2 separate regions of the Danio rerio genome follow, and region 2 is linked to region 1. Evidence: chromatin contacts called from public Hi-C data. All regions are on one chromosome and are shown on one strand. Each heading gives the region's core, a stretch centred on a gene start, on an enhancer-like site or on the middle of the called end of the contact. The rest is flanking DNA. Distances are from core to core; before and after follow the strand shown.

What was found. A called contact is a pair of places that touch in the nucleus more often than the background predicts.
Region 2: a contact with region 1 is called in a Hi-C map of gastrula embryo, with 3 times the contacts expected there. The contact joins the enhancer-like site here to the promoter of irx1b in region 1. A contact is called at or near these places in 8 of 18 Hi-C or Micro-C datasets (caudal fin, embryo, gastrula embryo and 2 more) and 1 of 4 datasets of contacts at active chromatin or transcription factors (gastrula embryo).

The regions. Positions count from the first base shown.
Region 1 is chr19:30,547,667-30,551,149 of GRCz12tu, reverse strand. It overlaps irx1b (iroquois homeobox 1b), which reads left to right and starts at 1,914. Exons shown (of 4, transcript NM_131823.1): 1 at 1,914-2,285; 2 at 3,005-3,483. The coding sequence starts at 2,040. All of the region lies in intron 2 of LOC141379111 (a long non-coding RNA gene), which reads right to left.
Region 2 is chr19:30,626,628-30,629,739 of GRCz12tu, reverse strand. All of the region lies in intron 4 of LOC141379111 (a long non-coding RNA gene), which reads right to left. Among named protein-coding and RNA genes, the nearest start is that of irx4b, 46 kb to the left of the region's middle. Within about 2 kb of position 1,604, at least 5 of the 62 cell types and tissues checked have an H3K27ac peak or open chromatin away from gene starts, as enhancers often do.

The DNA of each region.
Region 1 (3,483 bases), core at 665-3,164:
GAACCCTTAACATCCATGCAAACTTTTTATCCAACAATTGCAAAAAATAGACTTATAAAGTGCTTTTCACACTAATATAAAAAAAATAGTTCTTAGAACTCTTTCCCCATTTAAGTTTTAAGAACTTTATTACATTTTTAATGAAACCCAAAATGATCCTTCTATTGCAAAAGTGTCGTCTTCTTGGTTTTGTATCATGCAGCTCACTTTTGATGAAGAGATTGCTGTCAGGATGGATTTTTAATATTAATATTAATGGAAACGTGGATTATAACATCCGAAATCGTCAACGGCAGGTGACTCCATAGCCATTTTAAAACGTGAAACTCCTTAGCGCCAAATGGAGGACTAACTGCTGTAATTAAATCATTAAATCCCGCTCTCCGCTTCGCAGGACACGAAGAGAATTGCCTAACCAGCTCGCCAAACTCATTTGCTACTCAAGCATGAAATTATGACTTTTTGGATAAATAATTACAAAGCTAACATCTGATAGCAAGGTGCACCCAGGGGGAGGATTAGCGCAGACAGGGGTGTTAGCCCTCATTACCAGCCGTGGATGAGAGGAGGAGAGAGAAAATATACTGGGATGGAGAGATAGGCTGTGGTTTTAATTGCAGGCTTCTCTGGTTGGCTCCTTATCACAACCTCTCAGAGGGATCAAATGGCTCCTCTGAATGGAGCATTTCATTAACCTGTCACCTTATCACGGGACAACCTGTGTGATGCTAATGTGCAAATTACCATAAACGGGATCGTTTGTTTCCCTGTTGGACATTACTGAGACCCTCTCTGGCACGCCGTGTGAACGCTTGTGTGTGTGCGCGCGCGCTGTGAGAGGGAGGGGAGCGATGATGATGATTCTCTCCGCTCCATCAAATCACTATTACACTCCATTATTGCCTTCTTCACGACTCCACACTACCAGACGTTGAAGCCGCTTATACATACAAACTCCTGAGCCGCATGCGCGTTAAATAAAACATGAAATATTGACTGGAGATAGATAGGTTATGGCATTGCGCAATCAATAAATGTCAGTGCATTTAATCGTAGATGGAGTTAATAAACACTGTACAAAAATGCCGTTTTCTATCCTATTTACATAACACTTTATTTAAAATGTTCATAGATAATAATTATATCAAGATAAGGAAAACTTGAAGCATTTATTATATATCAGTTAAATGCACAGACCGCTTAGATGATGCAAACATTTCATATTGATATGTGTAACTAAATTACATAATTGCACTATAGTAACAAGTTTATCAGTCTGTTTGTTAGCGTCAAATGTCACTTAATTCATAAAATCATGAAATTTAAAATACTTTAAATATTTTGTAACAGAACAAACTTGTCTTAAAAACACTGCTAAGAAGTTTTTAACTGTATTTTATCGTTTTATTTTTGTAAAATTAAGATTTTTTTCTTTTAATTCTTTAATTTTTTTTAAATATAGTACACTGTATTTTATTCATTTAGCCTATTAATTCGTGTGTTTACAAAAGTAAGAATAGTTAACCAGACAACTCCACTAGCATTTTTGCATTAATTGTGTCTCGTTAATATTAGCTATAAGCTTTATTAATTAAATTATTTACCTTAAATTAATATGAAGAAAGTTCAGAAATGCATAAATGCAGTCATGCCCAGCAACACTGCTCTTAACATTTTATAATGCAAAACTATTTATTTTATGTTAAATATTTATATATTTGTTGTCACATTCCACATTTTTACGCGAACAAGGCGTATATGTAACTAAGCACTTCGTTTACACTGCCACAAAAACACACAATAACACACACTGCAGCCTACTTATCGCGTGGCCCCGGATAGGAGGGGCCTCGCGCTTAAGTATCATGCCAATCAAGCCGTCAACTTCAAATTGTGAGAGGTCCAGAGGGTAGACGCATCACTAGACGTTCCTCCTGAAGAGACCGCGCTTCTGCACCAAGCGAGAGTTATTGCTGTGATTGAAAGTGGATTGCCCTTCTCTCTTGTAAATCTCCGACAGAGTTCCTCGGGAGTTGGACATGTCGTTCCCCCAACTGGGTTACCCACAGTTCCTAAACGCCTCCCAAGAGGTGTACGGAGCGGAGCGCACGGGTGTAATGCCGTCCTCTCCACGCGAGGGAAGCTCGGACAACAGCGCAAATCCCGCGACTGCAGCGGCTGCTATCACGCCGATGCTCGGCATGTATGCGAATCCGTGGACCGTGCAAAATTATAGCGCCTTCTTACCTTACAACAGTGCCGAGCTGGCCCTGCTCTCTCAGATGGTAAGACAGTTTATATATACATGTTATAAAGTATTTTACAGTGGTAAATATCTGTCTAATATATATATATATATATATATATATATATATATATATATATATATATATATATATATATATATATATATATAATAAGATGAATTAAACTTTAAACATTACATTTTGCATTAAACTATTAGTTTTAAATGTTTATCAGATGTATATTAAATGTTTTATATGGCAGTGTTTCGAGAGGTTAAAAATATAAACGCAATCTTTAAAATAATCGGAATTGAACGGATTTAAAAACTAATGTTTTTAATTAAAAACAACAAATTGTAATTTGTAGTTGTTCTACTTTCACAGACTAAAACAGTTCTGCATACATAAAAGAAGAACAAGAGACAATGACTGCATTTATTTTTAAGATTAATTAGCGATTTTTTTAATTCTCTAACATTTGAAATAATCTCTATTTTGGCACTGTAATTATCGAATAATAATTATTAAACTTTATATTTCCAAATTATAGTTCTGCATAAGTAATTTTATTTAGGTTTCCAGTGTTTGTTTTAAAAGTAAATCACTGCTAGAAGTTTGCAGCAACAGTTCATTTCTCGTGTTGAAATACTACTTTAACACTTTTCAAAATAATACCAAAATAGAAGGAACGACATTCGTATTACTCTTTCCTGTGCATGTCTACAAACCTACTGATAATTAATTTTTCTAATCCCCAGGGGTCGCAGTATGAGCTGAAGGATAACCCCGGGGCTCATCCTCCAGGATTTGCAGTGCACGCTGCGCCCGGTTTTTATCCATACGGCCAGTATCAGTACGGTGATCCGGCCCGGGCCAAGAGCGCTACCAGAGAAACCACCAGCACACTGAAAGCATGGTTGCAGGAACACAAAAAGAACCCGTATCCCACCAAAGGTGAGAAGATCATGCTGGCCATCATCACGAAGATGACCCTTACGCAGGTGTCCACCTGGTTCGCCAACGCGCGCCGGAGACTCAAAAAGGAGAATAAAGTGACCTGGGGTCGCAGTGCCGAGGACAGAGACGGGCGAATTTTCGACAGCGACAACGAGGATGATGCGGACAAAAATGACGACGAGGAAGAAATCGATCTGGAGACCATCGATATGGACAAGGCGGAGGAGCCCAGAGTGGACCAGAACAAGGAAGCAGCGAATAACCCGCACGCGATTGAAAA
Region 2 (3,112 bases), core at 355-2,854, 79 kb before region 1:
TAAAAGGTCATATATCATCTTTCAAGTGCATTTTATGATAGTTTAAATGACTTATCGTCACTTTTGCCAGCATAAAGCTATTAAATTACATATACTTCACTACTGATTGTTGTTTTAAATAGGTAATTTTTGTACACAGCTTTTTCGTGCTTCAGAGGATCACTATTTTAAGTCATAATTCCTAGTCTTCGTTATAGTCATTAAGCAGCATATCTCCATGGTGTTGTTACATCCTGAGAGATTTTGTTGCATCTCAAAATCATACCCTATACAATAATAACTCATAAGTATCTAAAACCTTAAAGTGCATTAGAGTCAGATTTTCAGCCAATATTTATTACGAGACTGTTGCCTTATGTCATAATGAACTTAGAAAACAGCTCAGAGAAAAAACCTGAGATGAGTAAACAAAGATACAATGGTCTAAACCGTGTAAGTATGTAGGTAGGTTGGTCGGTAAGAAAGTAAGTAAGTATGTATGCAAGTAAATAAGTAACAAAGTGAGTAAACAAACTAATAAATAAATAAATGAATGAATGAACGAATGAATGAATAAATAAATAAATTTCCAGCAACAACAACAACATAATAACATAATAATAATAATAATAATAATAATAATAATAATAATAATAATAATAACAACAACAACAACAACAACAACAACAACAACAACAATAATAATAATAATAATAATAATAATAATAATAGTTGTTATTGTTGTAATTATTATTTTTTTATAATAAAACCCAATAAATATAATGTTTATGACACATAAACATAAATAAGCCCCTGGCAGTTTATTTGTGAAACAGAGTAACATTTAACAGAGTAACAAGTTAAAATGTTTCTTTCATCAGAGATAATTACCTAAAAATACTAGCATCTTTATTAAATTGAAATGTAAATCGTTTAATCCAAACAAAAACAATACCATATATTGCTGATTTAATAAAAATATAAATTTACAATGACATTATTATTATTTTGTTTATGTATAGTTAACTGTAGGTTACCAATTTTACAGTAAATACAGATGGTTCAGTTTAACTTACTTTTCATCCTTTTATTTTTCTAAATTAAGAAAACATTCGAAGTAGTTTTTTTAGATTTATACATTTGGGTAAAAGTCTAAGCCACATTTACAGAAAGTAATATGCATTCCTTTAGCTGAAAGATAGAGGGCAGCCTTGTGACAAAAACAATCAGGCGGTGTAAGCAATCTATAAAACTGCCAATCTTCAATCGTAAAATATACACGCCACACATAATTGCAAAACGTCCGTCATTTTATAAAAGCATACGACTACTATGAACATATTTGAGAAACACAAACACTTTTTTTACACAAAACAAACAATCTGCAACCTTTAACAGTGTGCTTAAATATGTTTTGAAACAATATCAAGCGATTTACATGCATGTTCATAATAAATATGTATATACTGTCATAATATGTATACACACAACTCTATCTGATGTGTCTACCATTTTCGATCCACCAAACCCCCAAAAACATAAAATATCTCATTCAAACACACACATGCCATGGACACCCTGCAGTGGCTGCCATTTAGGCGGTGTAAATAATTGAGGAATAGCATTTGCCGTCATGGCCCACATGAGATGTGTCTATAAAAGAGCATCAGATCTTCTCTTTGAGAGGAGGAGTCTGTCCTGTAACACACTGAGCTCCTCTCCAGATAATCGATGGAGGAGTCAATGACTGCACCTTTTCAAGCTGTTTCCAATATGGACTTCCTTTAAATACATCCTGAGTGTGAAGAGAGTTAAGCAGAGCCACGCAAACACTGCGGATGGCACTACGGCACAAGATACAGCCTAGCATGTGGATTATTAGGCATTTAAGCATATTATAAACGTTAAAACGTATCAGTTTACGTATGATGGGAAAGTTAGGGAAATACACTGCAGGTGACACAGCAGGATGCAACCTGGTTGATTCAATCTTTTTTATTTATCTTGTAGAAAATTTCCAGTGAAAAAAATATGTGAAGATTTCTAAAATGCATGTTAATTTATGACAGAGATACGCTTTTTTTTTTTTTTACAAAAAGGAATTTTGTAGAATTCAGAAAATACTGTAAATGTACAGTAAAATGAATAAATAAATAAAAAATTAAATAAAATAAATCAATAAAAAATATATTTTCACTTTTTTGTGTAAGTGTAATTCGGGTACGTTATGTATGACCGTATACCTCTGTAAAAACTGATAAATCAGAATACAGATAAAAGTAAAACCAAAATCTGGTGTGTGTGTGTGTGTGTGTGTGTGTGTGTGTGTGTGTGTGTGTGTGTCTGTGTGTGTGTGAGTGTGTGTGTGTGTGTGTGCACTGTAAAACATTTTGGGTTCCACACACTTCCTTTATGTTGTCACAACACAAATCGATTAAAGTTAACTTAATCACTTTTATAAATGTAAGTAGATTGAACATAAAATAAATAGGTTGTCCCCCAAAAAACCTTTAGAATTGGGTTGTTACACCTCATTTAACATAAGTAGTTTGAACAAGCACCAAACATTATTTTTTGAGTGTGTGCGAGAGAGATTTATGGCTCAGTGCAGGAGGAAAAAAAAACTCAAATAGGTTTAAAAATATATACTTTACCTGAAGTCTGCAGACAAATAAAAAATGATAAACGGTGACAAAAGAAACACTTAAAAGTGTATTTTGAATCTTTCTTTACATCAGACTGAATAAGCACTTGATGAAAAGCCAAAAAGCCCCAAATCTCAAAAGCGACTGATGCGTGTTTTTGCCTGCAGTGTCTCACCTTAAACAAACTTTGACAAAGGAGCAAACATTTCTGTTTGTATTTGCTAGTCAATACCTCAAGTAACATAAGTGACCGTAAAGATTTTTAAATATTTATTTATAAAGTTAATACTGTAACTAATAGGTGTTTAAGTGGATTCTTTCTAAATATGGAATAAAATAAAGTGTCTTAATTAAATCACATGGTTAGGGTTCCATGACTAGAGCTGTTTTCGTTCTGTTTGAACCATGAGATGTTAAAGATAAAGACTTTTAGTACATATGACCCTGGACTGCAAAACCAGTAATAATTTTTAATTTATTATTAAGAT